Linked DNA regions of Mus musculus: all the other regions are linked to region 4. Evidence: chromatin contacts called from public promoter capture Hi-C data. All regions are on one chromosome and are shown on one strand. The core of a region is the stretch at or near the end of the contact, and the rest is flanking DNA. Distances in the headings are between cores, read along the strand shown.

Region 1 (3,401 bases), core at 741-3,240, 1.3 Mb after region 4:
CTCCCCCCCTCCGTTCTCCTTCTTCCTCCCCTTCTCTCAGATACAGATCGTGTGGACTGTGTGGATTTTTCCTTTTTTTCAGTTTTTATTTTTTATTTCATATGTCTCTCTCTCTCTCTCTCTCTCTCTCTCTCTCTCTCTCTCTGTGTGTGTGTGTGTGTGTGTGTGTGTGTGTGTGTGTGTGTACACGTGCATGTGCACACACAAGTTTTCCTTGGAGGCCAGAAGATCACATAAGATTGCCTGGAACTGGAGTTACAAGTGGCTGGTGGTTGTGAGATGCCTGCCTGATTTGAGTGTTGGAAACTGAATTCAGGTCCTCTATAGAGCGGTACGTGCTCATGCACTCAACCCCCAAGCTACATTTCCACTCCCAGAATCATGTGTCACCATCATCATCAATACCCTTTTCTTTTTTTATCTTTAGACTAAAAGTTCCCTAAAGGATGGGCCTGTCAAGATTGGCTCTGATTAACATTAAATTTAGGAAGCACACACACACAAAAACCCTGCCAACAAAAAGTTGTTTGGCTGACCAGGCTCCAAGTTTACCTACTCATAGGCTGACCACAGGTTTCTCTGTACAGTCCTGGGTTGCTGTTTTCTGCCCTGTAAAAGAGTGGCCATGTTTATTACAGAGCGATCCACAATAGCTAAACTATGAAATTAGCCTTTGGAGCTCATCAGAGAATGTGGGGATCAGATTTGGTACATAGACACAGGGGACTTTTTGCTCAGCCACAAAGAAGAATGAAATTTTCTCATTAGCAGGAAAATGGATGGAACTGAAGGTTCATGCTACATGAAATAAGCAAGACCTGCAGAGACAAATACCACAGGTTTTCCTCCTGTGCTTGGAATCTGGGAAACGAAAACAAAATGGATAAGAAACTACAGAAAGAAATACTAGGGAATAAAATGCTTCCTTGTTTTCAGTTTTTATTTTTAATTTCATAAGTCTGCGTGCATGTTTTCCTTGGAGGCCAAAAGAGGGCATCAGATCCCCTGGAGCTGGAGTGGTTGGTGGTTGTAAGAGAGAGGGAAGCAAGTAATGATGTCAGTAGAAGGATGGCTACAGAGATAATTCAAAATTCAAGCCCATGTATGTGTAAATAACATTATGTAGTCTCTTAAGAGATAGAGGGAGGGAGAGAGAGAGGGAGAGAGAGAGAGAGAGAGAGAGAGAGAGAGAGAGAGAGAGAGAGAGAGAATGAGCAATATTCGATATGACTTTGAAGCTATCTACTACATTTCTTGGCCAGAACCTTAGGTACCACATACCTATTAGTTCTCTATTTTCATTTTGGGGATAGAATTCTCAGCTTCTGTTGCTGCCCAGCAAGGTCCTAAACCTATGACTTCAAAAGACCCTCATCCCTCATCCCTCATCCCTCATCCCTCATCCCTCATCCTTCATCCCTCATCCCTCATCTACTCCCAAGGACTCCTGGGATCATGAGTATAAGCAGATGCCTCCAGTTTGTCCTGTAACCTGACTTGAGGGATATTATGTTCATTCTCCTTAGCTGTGCCATGCTTTAAAAATGAGCTGGGAATATTTCTCAGTCTGTCACCTGAATTACAGTAACTCCTCATCCAGGGATGCCGTGCTTCCCCAAACATAAGCACTAATTACAGCCAGCTCCAAGGTACACATCCCATTACCCTTCCCTGCTCTCTAAGCCACTGGTATCCCTCTGCAAACAGGATCCAAAGAGCAGGAATTAGCTATGGAAAGCAGAAGGTAGACACTGGCGAGGGCTGAGGGCTGTAGAGCTCAGGAAGGAAGGAGTGAGCCGCTGACCTTTTCGGACACAATAGATGCAGATTGATGCCTTCAGTGTTTTTCCTTCCTAAGTCCGTATTTACTAGAAGTTGTTCTCGGGCCATGATTAGACACACTGCTCGCAGTTCCTCCCAGTTAACAAGCCCAGCAATCAGTTCTTAAGAGAATCTGATTGCCACATTGTGAAGGCCTGAATCCTCCAGATGGCTGCTCGCTGATACTTGGGTTCTCTCCAGGTCCGAGCCAGCTCTCCTTGCTCGCCCACAGCAGTGTGTGCTAGGCTCGCCCAGCAATATTGGTAAGCACCCTTTGTCTAGCAGTTGCTACAATCTGCAGTCTATGTTTCTTGCCTCCAGTGAACAACACAGGGGCGTTCTCAGATGTCGACTCCACTGTTCACATACATTTCAGTTTCCTCTGAGCTGTCACCAACCTACTCAATAAGCTCTTTCATATAAGTCAACAGCAAGAAAATCATCCTTGTTAGACCCTAAGAGTCCCAAATGCGGCATCTTTTCTTCTAGTCCGGGGACTGAGAGCTTCTTGTGAGTCGTTATTACTGCTTTATTTAAACTACCATCATCATGATTAGAGTGTCAGTGCAGAGAGGAGAGAGAAAAATACCTAGGAACTGCCATTGGTGAGGCTTAGAGTTGTAGAGGAGAGAACTGTTGTTGGGCTTTTAGTGAAAATCACTGTTTTTTCTGATCTCAGCAGGGACAAAAATAATATCAGAAACCACAGTGTCTGTACTTTGAATGCAATCATGCATCCTATTATGAAACCAAAAATGGACAGCGCCAACATTCTACCCCAGAACCTTAGATCCACGGGGGTCAATGAGACCCCATCCCCTCCCTTCAGCTTCTTCCACTTTATGATGGGATTGGCTTCTCCTTTGGGTTTTATAAAGCATCTCTTTATTTTAATGTTTTACCAGGGTCTAGAGAGATGGCCCAGCATATAGGACTGCCCACTGCTGTTGCAGAGCACCCAAGTTCTGTTCCCAGTACTCATATCAAGTGGCTCACAGCTACCTCTAATTCTAATTCCAGAGTATCATATGGATGCTGTCTTCTGACCTCTGCAAGTACCATTCAGTCACACACACACACACACACACACACACACACACACACACGCACACAATAAAAAGTTAAATCTTCTTTGAAAGGAGTATGGGGACCTGAGTTTATGTATGAGGACCAAGCACACATACGTGTCCATGAAGACCAGAAAAGAACATTGTATCCCCTGGAGCTAGAGCTATAGACAGTTGTGAGCTCCCCCATGCATGCTGGGAAACAAACCCATATGCTTTATGAAAGCTTCCAGTGTTCTTGAAAGATAAGCAACCTCTCCAGTCCCCAAAAATAAATCTTTAAAAAAATTATTAGTCTATATTCATTATACAAAGCAGTGAGCTTCATAATGACATTTACAGTCAAAATTACCTCCTTTTTTTAACATTTTCTTTAAAAAAAAGGCCCATCTGCACTGGATTTCCGGTTCCAAACATTACAGAATTGCTTAGTACATCCTCAGACCATTTCTGTAACACAATCTAAGCTACCCGCCAAGGAAGGAAGCTTTGATTCACTCTGAAAACCAACCT
Region 2 (3,502 bases), core at 658-3,157, 1.3 Mb after region 4:
TTAGTCATTTATGAGCAATTATGTTTGAGAAGATAGTTTGTGGCATCTGACTTCGGAGAACGGTGGCATCACCCTCCTCTTGCCCCACAGACCTCAGGAAGAGGCCTTATGACATCCCTATGCACACACCACACCATGTGAGATAATTTCATACATTCCCAAGGGATCCCAGATTTAAGCTGATTCAACTCCAAACTCTTAAATCCATACAGGAGTTTTACATTGCTGTCTCTGAATTCTAACACTGGCCACTGTCATACACAGCCAAACACAGAGTAGCATTGTGTCACAAGAAATTAGGTGACTCACCACAAGATAGTCAGGAGAAAGGAGACAGTATTCTCACAGCTCTTCAGAGGCCCGTATGTTTTCCATGTATGAGATGTATGAGACAGATACATACATCTTCATGGACATGGCCTGTGGAGATGGAACCACAGAGGATCATTTCTAAGTTAATAAATAAGCTGGAGAAATACAACTTACTTTGGGTCACTGAGTAAAGCTGCAGCCCTCTCATCTTTATGAATGAAGGCGATCAGCCATTAACCACTGCATTATGGATGTCTCTGTGGCTGTGATAAGATGCAAGATGAATATAGTTAGGAATGCATGCAAGAAAGTGAACTTTCAATAAGGGTATTGGCCAGGCATTGACTGCCCACTACTGCAATCCTCTGTGTGTGTGTGTGTGTGTGTGTGTGTGTGTGTGTGTGTGTATGTATGTGTGTGTGTGTGTGTGTGTGTGTGTGTGTGTGTGTGTGTGTGTGTCCCTGTCTCTCTGGGTGTCTGTGTCTGTTTGTCTATCTTTCCCAGAAGAAAAATAAAATAGATTCTCCGTAAAAGAAGAGAAGATACACCCATCTGGAAGATCCCTGTCTTCCAGGCTAGGAAAACCTGAGAATCTCCATTAGGCCAGGGTTGCCTCTGAATCCTCAATATGTTAACTCTTCCTGCTAGGTATTATTCCATCCTTGAACACGGTGCCCAATGTCTTGCTAACTTAGTTCATGATAGTCAGTGTCAGAACATTAGCAAATGTAACTATTGGGCTTTTCATCCAGTTTCTTTACAGTTAAGTTTGAAATTGTCAGAATATCTATAGTAGATATTCTGTGATTTGTTAAATACATAATGCAATAATAATTTAAAGTTTTTGGTTCAGAGCCTGGGGCAGACCATGTGGCTCAATCCATAGAGGGCCTGTCCTAGGTTTGAGTCCTACCACTATATAAACCAGGAATAGTAAAATATTCCTGTGATCCCAATCCTAGCACTCAGGAGGTAAAGACAGGAGGCTCAGAATTTCAAGGCTATTCTCAGCTACATAATGAGTTTGGAGCCAACCTAGTCTACATTAGATCCTATTTCAAAAGTCTAAAGTAATATTTTTAATAAGCTCAGGTCTGATACACAGGACTCAATAAATATGAGTTGTTATTTTCAACTGCACTGCTAAACAGTAATAATTTGAATAAGCAAATATTCAGTTTAATGGGTACTTTTTCAGGATCCTATGACCTTTGGCCAACTACCAATGTATTCTTTCAATAAAATCTTGGAAAGAGTTTGTATTTAAAAAATAAAGACCCAGCATTTTTCAAAATGTATCTCTTTTCTAGGTCTGGAGAAACAGTGGTCTAGATGTACCCATGACGGAGCTGGCAGTTGGCACCCCACCACTTCTTTTCACCCACTCACTGCTGGAAGGAGGACCCTCTCAGCACACACTGTTCCTGCCCTCCTCACATGGATGGGAACATGCCTAGCTTTTCATGCTAGCCTGTGATAGCAGGCTAGATCTTTCTGACACCATCTGTTCTTTGAAGCACATGACACACAGTTGCCTGGCTGTCACAACTCCATCTGAAAATGTCGAGAGCCATGATGAATGAGTCTGAGGGAGGCTGTTTACCTCTTCACCATCTACTGCTAGGCACTCAGGGATTGGGGTGTGGGAGTACCACAGGTTTTTCCCACATGAGGATTCTAGGATCTGCCCTACATCACAAGACAGACACAAGAGATGATTCCAGACAGCCTCAATCCGATAAGCACTTGCTGCCACTCATGGGCAAATATGGAACTAAATATGGAATTGTTGGGGCATCCACATCAGAGTGTGTCATGAGTCAGACATAAATACACAAATCTCTTGGTCTCTGAGACCTTAGCTTCCACCAGACACAACAGTAAGCCCCTTCTGTCCACTGTGACATTGAATCCTGACTACACTCAACTCTTCCATCCTTGCCATTGGCCAGCAGGCTCATGGACAGCTGAGAAATCCAGGGATGGGGGTTCAAGTTGATCCTCCCAGCTGCAGGGCCAGTACATGATGATGTCAGTGTGGGAACTGTGTCTTGTCTTCACTTAACTGCTTCCTATCCTAATAGCAAACAACAGTCGCCATTGTTTGTTCTCCTGGTTTCATCATCAAGAAGACAATTTTATCTGAATCTCTAGTTCTGTTTTGCTGATGTGATCCCCAAATGAAAGCTTATAAAAAGTAGAGATCATGAAATACTTAGACGTCTTCCTCACCTTTATATTTTGGGGGTTTGGGGATCCTCAGGAGTTGTCCAACTTATTGATTTCAGACAAAATCTCTCACTGGCCTATTCTCTGTAATTTCACTTTCTCACTGCAATTCTCTGATTGAGCTAGGCTGGCTGGCCTGTGAGCCTTGGTAACCTGCCCATCTCTACTTCCCCAGCTCTGGGATTATAAGCACAGGCCACAAATCTCAGGTTTTCTCATAGGTTCCAAAGATCATAGCCAAGCCCTAATATTTGAACAACAGCCACTTTACTAACTTAGTCACGTCTCCCATCTAGACTCCTCACCTTTTGTCTTGTGCTGTAGAGGCTCAGGACATATCACTCCTAGATCTTGCATCAAATGAGATTAGTACATGACCTAATGATCTCTCTTCCCAGTCAGGACATATCTGAAAGGGAAAGAGCTGATACCAACTACCCTGTCTGGACAACAGCTATAAAGGAGGATCATCCTGAGCCAGATGGACCACATGGTTGTTCTTCATCAGGTCCATTCTTCCTGTCCATTCCATGCCATGAGCTCCCTCTATAATATATGATAGAACAGTGTTGAACCAGACAAACTGGGACACTAGAACATCAAGCTGACAATCCTACACACAAACGCAGAAACTGGGACTCTCAAAAAGGCAACCTGGATATCACCCTGATTTTGTTTTCCCTTTTATAAATGTGTTTGCAATTTTTCTTCTCCCCACTTCTCGGCAGATGCTACCTGATTTGTGTTCTGGCTAATGTCACCCACGTCAAATGCATTGCCAAATGCAATGAGGTGTGACTGACACCAGGAGAGATGACGAGCGAGCGGAGTGGCAGCTGGTAGCTGTTCCTTCTTGTAGAATTTAAATGAATCAAGAAGCGTCCTGATGGAGTACATCTGAACTGATGGAGTACATCTGAACGTGCCCAGGGCCAAACAGAATGTTCTCATCCTAGACATG
Region 3 (3,547 bases), core at 1,048-3,547, 1.4 Mb after region 4:
CTGTTTGAGAGACAACTATGATAGGAAAACATGGTGTTCACATTTGGCCTAGTGAGTGAAATTCATACCATAGACTCACCGGGTCCCTTTGAGTAGTAATGTCATGTTGGACCGATACCTACTGTTTCTAGTCAGAACCCTTCATCAAAGCTGAAGCAGAAACTTTACACGCATATACATTCCCTTTGTCCCTTAACCAAACAACCTTAGACTAGGCTCCCAATGCCTATAACCACACATTTCCTCATTCATAAAAGGGAGAACTGCAAAGCTGGAGGGCAACCATGCTGAGTGTGGTGCCTCCATGTCTTTCTTGATGAGGACCAGGGTTTACAAGGGTGCTCTCTTTCAGTCCTGTCATTGGATGATGCTGTGACATGGGTTCTATAGGATACCATCCCTGTACTTAAGCATCTTGTGGCTGCATCACGAAGGCCCCTATTGGCTGGAATAAAGCATGACTTTCTATAGCAGACCTGGCTGTGTTGTGCTGACAGTGTAGGCTTGCCTAGGCATGAGATGCTAACAAACCCTGTCTAGATTTATAAGTGGAATAGTAAATTGAGTGTAGATGGAGAGAGGGGGAGAGAGGGAGAGAGAGAGAGAGAGAGAGAGAGAGAGAGAGAGAGAGAGAGCGAGAGAGAGCATGGTATGCATCGATGATCTTAAGAACTGAATAGTAAGAGGCCAGGAGCCGGGGAGTACTCAGCTTCACTAACACTGCTTTACAGGACCTTAAACAGATTCAAGATTTCTTTGGGTCTCATTTCCTTAACCTAGAAAATGGAGACCATCATAATTGGTCTTACAAATCTGAGGGGAAGACTACTTGAAGTTCTGCCCTGAAAGTACTTAGCATAGTTCCAAGTATCTTGATATAACTAGATCAAAGCTATCATCCACACCATCACGATTTAAGATTTCAGCAAGATGTTGTAGTCTCTCTCTCTCTCTCTCTCTCTCTCTCTCTCTCTCTCTCTCTCTCTCTCTCTCTCCCTCTCTCTCTCTCTCTCTCTCTGTGTGTGTGTGGGGGGGGTGCAAGTCATAGGACAGATGGAGAGACAGAGAGTGTCTATGTGTGTGGTATATGCTTACATGGCATGTATGTAAAGTTTCATGTCCTGCTCTGTCACTGTCTAACTTATTCCCTGAGATAGTCACTCACTGGGCCTGGGGTTAGGCTGGTGGCTACGAAGCCTTTTGTTTCTTCCTAGTCTCCCCACAGAGCTGGGGTTACACACATGCACAGACATACATAGCTCTCCATATGGGTACTGGGGATTTGAACTCGGGTCTTTGAGTTCAAGTAAAGCAAGCAGTCTTATGCACTGAGCCATCTCCCCAGGCCCTGGTTGAAGTTTTATGCAGCAGCTCTCTCATAAAGTTGGTCAGTGCACAGTGATCAGGTGTTACACTCTGCACCTCCAAGGAATCAGGGAGACACTGCACTTCTCCACGAGTACTGCTGACAGGCCCCATGGTGGGTGAATGTTCAGCATCAACCTCAACTTGACTCCCTAGATCCCATTCTCCTCTGAAATGTGCCTATTCAGCAAACAATGCAACACTTAGTATTTCTACATCCCATGAGTTAGATCATCTCCTCCCTGAATGAGTTAAGGGAACAGAGGCACACACAACAAGGCTCACGAACATGCCCTAGAGTGTGTTCCAACAGGAAGTATGTGTGACGCTATGGTTCATTTCCAGAAAGATTGGCACAGACTCTGGCTGTCACTGCCATGCCTGGGGTCATAAGCCAGCCTCATGCCCTGCCTTCTCAGGCCAGCCCTTCTTGAGTGTTACTGGGTCTCCTCTCCAAAACACCAAATGTCTCGGGTGGACCCGCCATTTACTCTGATCCTCCACCCCTCCTCATATATCCTAACCCACCACGCATCTTCTTCTATATCCCACACTCCCAACTACAGCCTGAGATATCCATCCGTATTTTTTCCAATATTTCCTCCCACGGTGCCGTCAGCCTCCCTCCCCAACGCATACTACTCGCTCTATTTCACTTGCAAGCAAAGGGGACCAGGTGGCATGTCCTAATTTTGTGCGTCTGTGACTTCACTTACCCGACTAAGCTGTGATCGCCAGGAGGCAATCTCAAGCTTTGTCTTGTTATTTTGTTCTCACGGCCATCCGCCTACTTTAACATGGCTCAGACATCTTAGAAGACAGATTGATGAGTAGTATCAGTTTGATAGCGTCCCCTCATACCCCACCACCACCACCACCACCATCACCCTGCATGCGCCACCTCCCGCCCCTGCAAAATTAAAGGAACTATTTTGTACGCTAGTCTAGAGCGCCATCTGGTGGTTATTCCTTAAACAGCTTACAAATAGTGTGCTCTAGAGGTAATTCTCTGCTCAGCTAAACAGAAGTGAGCTACATACCAATACATCAAGAAGAAGCAGGTAATGTCAAATGAACAGAATCCGCTCTACACCAAGGAAACCACAAATGTGTGAATGCATAGATTCATGTCCTAAGAAGGAAAGATCAAATGTCGGATGAACCAGGTGTGGAGCTTGCCCTGGCCCCTATTTCATGCCTGCCTATTAATCCTTAAAGAGTAGGCAAGACTATTTCTCTCTGGCCTCATTTGCCTAACATATTTTAACTATAGGAGTAAAGTGGACCTTTGAATCATGTCTTCCCATGTCATCCACAAACGAAGATGTGAAATTAACCTTACATTTCTGATGCCAATATGTCAGGATTTTAAACGCATCTCACAGAAGAGTGGCCTGTCCTCAGCACTGAGATTTTCATTTAATAATCCACATCTTCTGGGGAAATATTGTTTACCGGTGTGGATACCTTTGTTCAAACCAGTGGGGTTTCATAAGGCTTTCTCACATCTCCTCGGTTTTAGTTAGCACACCTGCCCCAACTTCTACCCTCATCCATCTGGAAACTTTAAACAGAAGTATTATTCACAAGTGACTGGTCAGAGAGGCTTCAGAGACATCTGAAACAAACAACACAAGCTATTGCCATTACTCCCGTGGTTGTCCTCTGTCACTAGATAGTAAGAGCCTATTGCTGGAGATACCACACACTTCCCTTGAACTAACCAGGAAGCTGTGTAGCTCACCAGCTTTTATCACGTGAAAGTGCTAAGCAGGCTGAGGGGGGGGGTGGAAAGCTCCTGATGGTCTGACCCAAAGCTGGAGTCTGCAAACAGCAGCCACCCGTGAGGCAAGATGTGCTCGCTTGTGCAACTTTGATGAGACTCTTTTATGGGATGTGGTAGCTGGAATAAACATGGCCCCCAAAGGCTCATGTATTTGAATGCTTTGTCATCAGGGAGTGGCACTACTTGGGAGGGATTAAGAGGTGTGGCCTTGCTGGAGAAACTGTATTATTGGGTGTAGGCTTGAAGTTTTCAAAAATCCCACACCAAAGCAGAGCATCTCTCTCTCTCTCTCTCTCTCTCTCTCTCTCTCTCTCTCTCTCTCTCTCCCTCTCCCTCTCTCCCTCCCTCCCTCCCCCCTCCCTTCTCTCTCTCCTGATATAAAACTCTCAGCTCCTT
Region 4 (3,359 bases), core at 197-2,696:
TCACAGACCTGTGCCAGTACTTCACCTGGAAAATAATCTTTATAGAAATGTCAGTTATCATTTAGTGACTTACCATTTTAAAGCTACTTCTTTTTTTGAGAGTAGTTTTGATTTCTTAAATGGAATGTACTGGCAGTAGTAATCTATTTAAACAAAACTCTTCAAAATTCTTGGTAAGTTTAAGTGCAATGGACTCTAAGACCAAAATTTTTCAGAATTGTCACTATAATACTAATGGCAACATGTAAAAGACAAGACAGTTACTAGTGGCCCAAGATACATTCCTATACATTTTTCCTTTACAAAAGAAAACCAGAAGAAATCTTTTTTCTGGTTTATTTGTTGGACCAGACGTTTTTGTTTGTGACAGGATGTGGTTACTTAGCTCTGGCTGGCCTAGAGTTCACAATGTAGCCAAGGCTAGCCTTGAACTTGCAAATCTTCAAAGGAACAGGCATTTAGTAAGGTCGTAGAGAATATCAGCATACGGAAATGTAAAGAATTACTATTGAAAGTAAAGTCAAACATTTGAAGGGTTTTAGGAAGTGGCAGTTACATCTGAACACTGATGTAAGGGATTGAACAGAGGAGGGGAATCTGTTCCTTTTTTTTTTTTTTTTTTTTTTTTTTTTTTTTTGTGCTCAGGATCAAACCCAGGGTCTTGCACATGACAGGCAAACGCACTCCCACTTAGCTATACACCAACACAACACAACAGCGAGACACTCGAAAGCAAGTCTTTAGGGTTTCAGGTGCCCCCCCCACCCCATATTTTAACACAATTTTGCTTAATGTCTTCTTGGATAAACTGCCCAGGGACAAATGAAGCGATGCACTGCACATCTAAAATTACAAATCAAAAGCATATCACTCTCCTGCTTAGAAACTATCAATTACTTCCCATCGAGTTCCAAATTTTAAGTCAAACGCCTGGTCACCGACCTCACAAAGACCCAGTGCCCAAGTTCTCCGCCCCCCCCCCCCCCCCCCGTCTCCCTTTACTATTTATTCAAAACCTCTACTCCTCCTCCCTACAGGCAGGCTTCCCCCTTCTCACTTCCTCACTCAGTTCCGTTCCATCACCGCATTTAAACTTGGACGAAAGCACTTAACTACCCCCTCAGATTCCGTTGTTTTGATGGTGGTGGTCTCCCTTCCTCACCACCTTTGCAGTGAGCTGAGAGCAGGGCCCGCCCTGAATTCCCAGTTTGTGTCCCGGATCGTCGCTGGCCCTCGAGTATTCTGGAAATACCTCATGGCGGAACCCCGACACCCACACCCAGCCTTCACGGAGGGCGGACATCCTGGCATCCCCCGTGTCCAGCTTCAAGCATCCTTTACCTCTCAGGAAGCCACCGGAGCAGCGGATTCACTCACCTCTCTGCAGTCAGCGCCTTCCGCCCTAGAGGATGCTTGACCCGGAAGTACTCCTCGACGGCGACCCCGCCTCCGCGCTGAGGTCAGGAGTACTTCCGCGACGGTCGGGTCGGATCGGCGAGCGAGCGGCGGTGGCCGCGGTGAGGGGCGGTGTCGGGGTTGTGGGGCTTCCGGGTGAGGGCGGCGAAGGCTGGGGGGTCTCGGGGTCACGGGTTGAGGGGCTGCAACGCTTCCAGCCATGTTTGGTGGGCTTGCCGGCCGAAGGGCTGGAGAGCTTGTTTACCTGAGGCCTGGGGGTGGGACCTGCGTGCGGACGTGCGGAGACGAGAGACCCGCCACGTTAGCTGGGGAGTCGCCGCAGCCTGCAGCTGGGGCTCCCTGTCGCACGGACCGGCGGCAGCGCTGACCCCAGGCTCGGCTTCCAGCTAGTCAGCCACGCCAGCCACGCCGCCTCCGGGTAAAGGCGATGGTCACGCGTGTGCTCTGGGCATATTTGTGTCTCGACTGTGAGGCGCCTTGTTTGACTTCTCCAGTCACCTGGATTGTTCTCCTCCAATCAGGAAAAACCATACCCGGAAAACATTAAATAGTACAATTCCGTATGTCTGGTATGTGTTTAATCTTACTTATAGGAACGGTGGAGAGGGACATCACCACTCACGAATCTTGTCTCCTGACTCAGCCTAAACTCTTGGCACGTCCTCGATGCTTATTAAAATCTCTATTGTGCAAGTGAAATAATAGGGACAGCTGGAGTTTACTAATCGGAATGTTCTAGTTTCATAAAATTTAAATGAACGTATGCAATATGTGCGTTCTATTTGCTTACATAGAGCAAATCGAGAGACTATATATTATATGTTGTAACTCGGAGAAAGAAGAAAAAGGTAGCTCTAAAACAGTGTCTATACAGCTGCAAGAACACCTTCTGAACTTTGGGCAAGCATGTCGGTGTCTTTTTGTTAGATCAGCCTTTGGACTGACAGGGGCAGAAATTGCCTTACATATCTTCTCTGTCTCCAGAACTGGGTCCATATGCAAAAGGTTCTTGCCATGAATAAGTTAAACGAGTTATTTTTCTATTTTTCTGAGTTAGTTTGCATGGCAATTGGTACTTGTGTATGGAATTTTTTTTTTCTATGAGTTTTTGGGACAGTTTAATATATGCATATCGTGTACCCATAGAGTCTAGGCAACACCTTTTTTTTTTTTTTTTTTCACGTGGAAGAGGTTTTATTGGGAGGGAGAGACAAGATGGCAGCAGAAAAAGAAGAGGAGAGGAGGGAGAACACTAGGCAGCATATTCTTGGTCTACCTTTCTAGCCTGTCACCCTTGCTTCTTCCCTAATAGAGACATGACTCTAGGGGATTATATCATGGCTCCCTGACCTTTCTTCTGTGCTGTCTCCATACCCTTTGTTTGTTTACCTTCCTGTTGCTGTGATAAGATACCCAGACAGAAACAAGGAAGGCGATCTTATTCTGAGTCACAGTTCGCTTGTCCAGTGGCAGGAAGGTCACGTAGGAAACTGGTCACTTTGCACCCACAGTCTAGAAGCCGAGAGCAGGGAATGCTTGCCATCAGCTGGCTTCTCCTTTTGACACCTTCCAGGATCCCAGCCTTTGTCATTGTGCCACCCACAGTAGATGGGTCTTCCCGAGTCTGTTAACCTCAGCAGGACAGTCTCCACAGATGTGCCCAGAGGACTCTCTGGTGGTTCTAGGCATATCAGTTTGGCAACTGAGATTGACTGTCATAAGCCTGAACTTTTCTTTATCTCATTGGCATTTTCATTCGTTAAAATCTTAAGCATATTTAAGGTAGACATTACAAACACAGATGCATGCATGGTCTAATTGGATTACTATAAAAGAATACTATAAATTTGGAGATACTAGAGTATGAGAGAATGCTGTTCAAATGCGAAAGGATTCAGCAGCCATTTGGCACCAGATAGGTCTTACCTACTTAAGTGTCCCTG

The links. Promoter capture Hi-C pulls out the DNA fragments that hold promoters and counts their contacts.
Region 1: a promoter capture Hi-C map of hippocampal neurons shows a contact between it and region 4, with 11 times the contacts expected there. The contact joins the enhancer-like site here to the promoter of Fam114a2 in region 4. A contact is called at or near these places in 5 of 39 promoter capture datasets (the 3T3-L1 cell line, cranial neural crest, hippocampal neurons and 1 more) and 4 of 115 datasets of contacts at active chromatin or transcription factors (differentiating embryonic stem cells, embryonic forebrain, embryonic limb bud and 1 more).
Region 2: a contact with region 4 is called in a promoter capture Hi-C map of hippocampal neurons, with 8 times the contacts expected there. The contact joins the enhancer-like site here to the promoter of Fam114a2 in region 4. A contact is called at or near these places in 3 of 39 promoter capture datasets (the 3T3-L1 cell line, frontonasal cranial neural crest and hippocampal neurons) and 2 of 115 datasets of contacts at active chromatin or transcription factors (embryonic forebrain and stem cell-derived neural progenitor cells).
Region 3: a promoter capture Hi-C map of hippocampal neurons shows a contact between it and region 4, with 30 times the contacts expected there. The contact joins the enhancer-like site here to the promoter of Fam114a2 in region 4. A contact is called at or near these places in 9 of 39 promoter capture datasets (the 3T3-L1 cell line, 3T3-L1-derived adipocytes, the SN4741 cell line and 5 more), 1 of 484 Hi-C or Micro-C datasets (nephron progenitors), 10 of 115 datasets of contacts at active chromatin or transcription factors (differentiating embryonic stem cells, embryonic forebrain, embryonic hindbrain and 6 more) and 1 of 9 other capture datasets (adipose tissue).

What each region holds. Positions count from the first base shown.
Region 1 is chr11:56,168,395-56,171,795 of GRCm38.p6, reverse strand. No RefSeq gene overlaps it. Among named protein-coding and RNA genes, the nearest start is that of Gm46260, 50 kb to the right of the region's middle. Within about 2 kb of position 1,990, at least 23 of the 459 cell types and tissues checked have an H3K27ac peak or open chromatin away from gene starts, as enhancers often do. A contact at or near this core is called in hippocampal neurons, where this site is marked.
Region 2 is chr11:56,243,511-56,247,012 of GRCm38.p6, reverse strand. No RefSeq gene overlaps it. Among named protein-coding and RNA genes, the nearest start is that of Gm46260, 130 kb to the right of the region's middle. Within about 2 kb of position 1,907, at least 13 of the 459 cell types and tissues checked have an H3K27ac peak or open chromatin away from gene starts, as enhancers often do. A contact at or near this core is called in hippocampal neurons, where this site is marked.
Region 3 is chr11:56,130,206-56,133,752 of GRCm38.p6, reverse strand. No RefSeq gene overlaps it. Among named protein-coding and RNA genes, the nearest start is that of Gm46260, 12 kb to the right of the region's middle. Within about 2 kb of position 2,297, at least 9 of the 459 cell types and tissues checked have an H3K27ac peak or open chromatin away from gene starts, as enhancers often do. A contact at or near this core is called in hippocampal neurons, where this site is marked.
Region 4 is chr11:57,516,731-57,520,089 of GRCm38.p6, reverse strand. It overlaps Fam114a2 (family with sequence similarity 114, member A2), which reads left to right and starts at 1,446. Exons shown (of 14, transcript NM_026342.3): 1 at 1,446-1,517. Mfap3 (microfibrillar-associated protein 3) reads right to left here and starts at 1,425. Exons shown (of 3, transcript NM_180599.1): 1 at 1,378-1,425.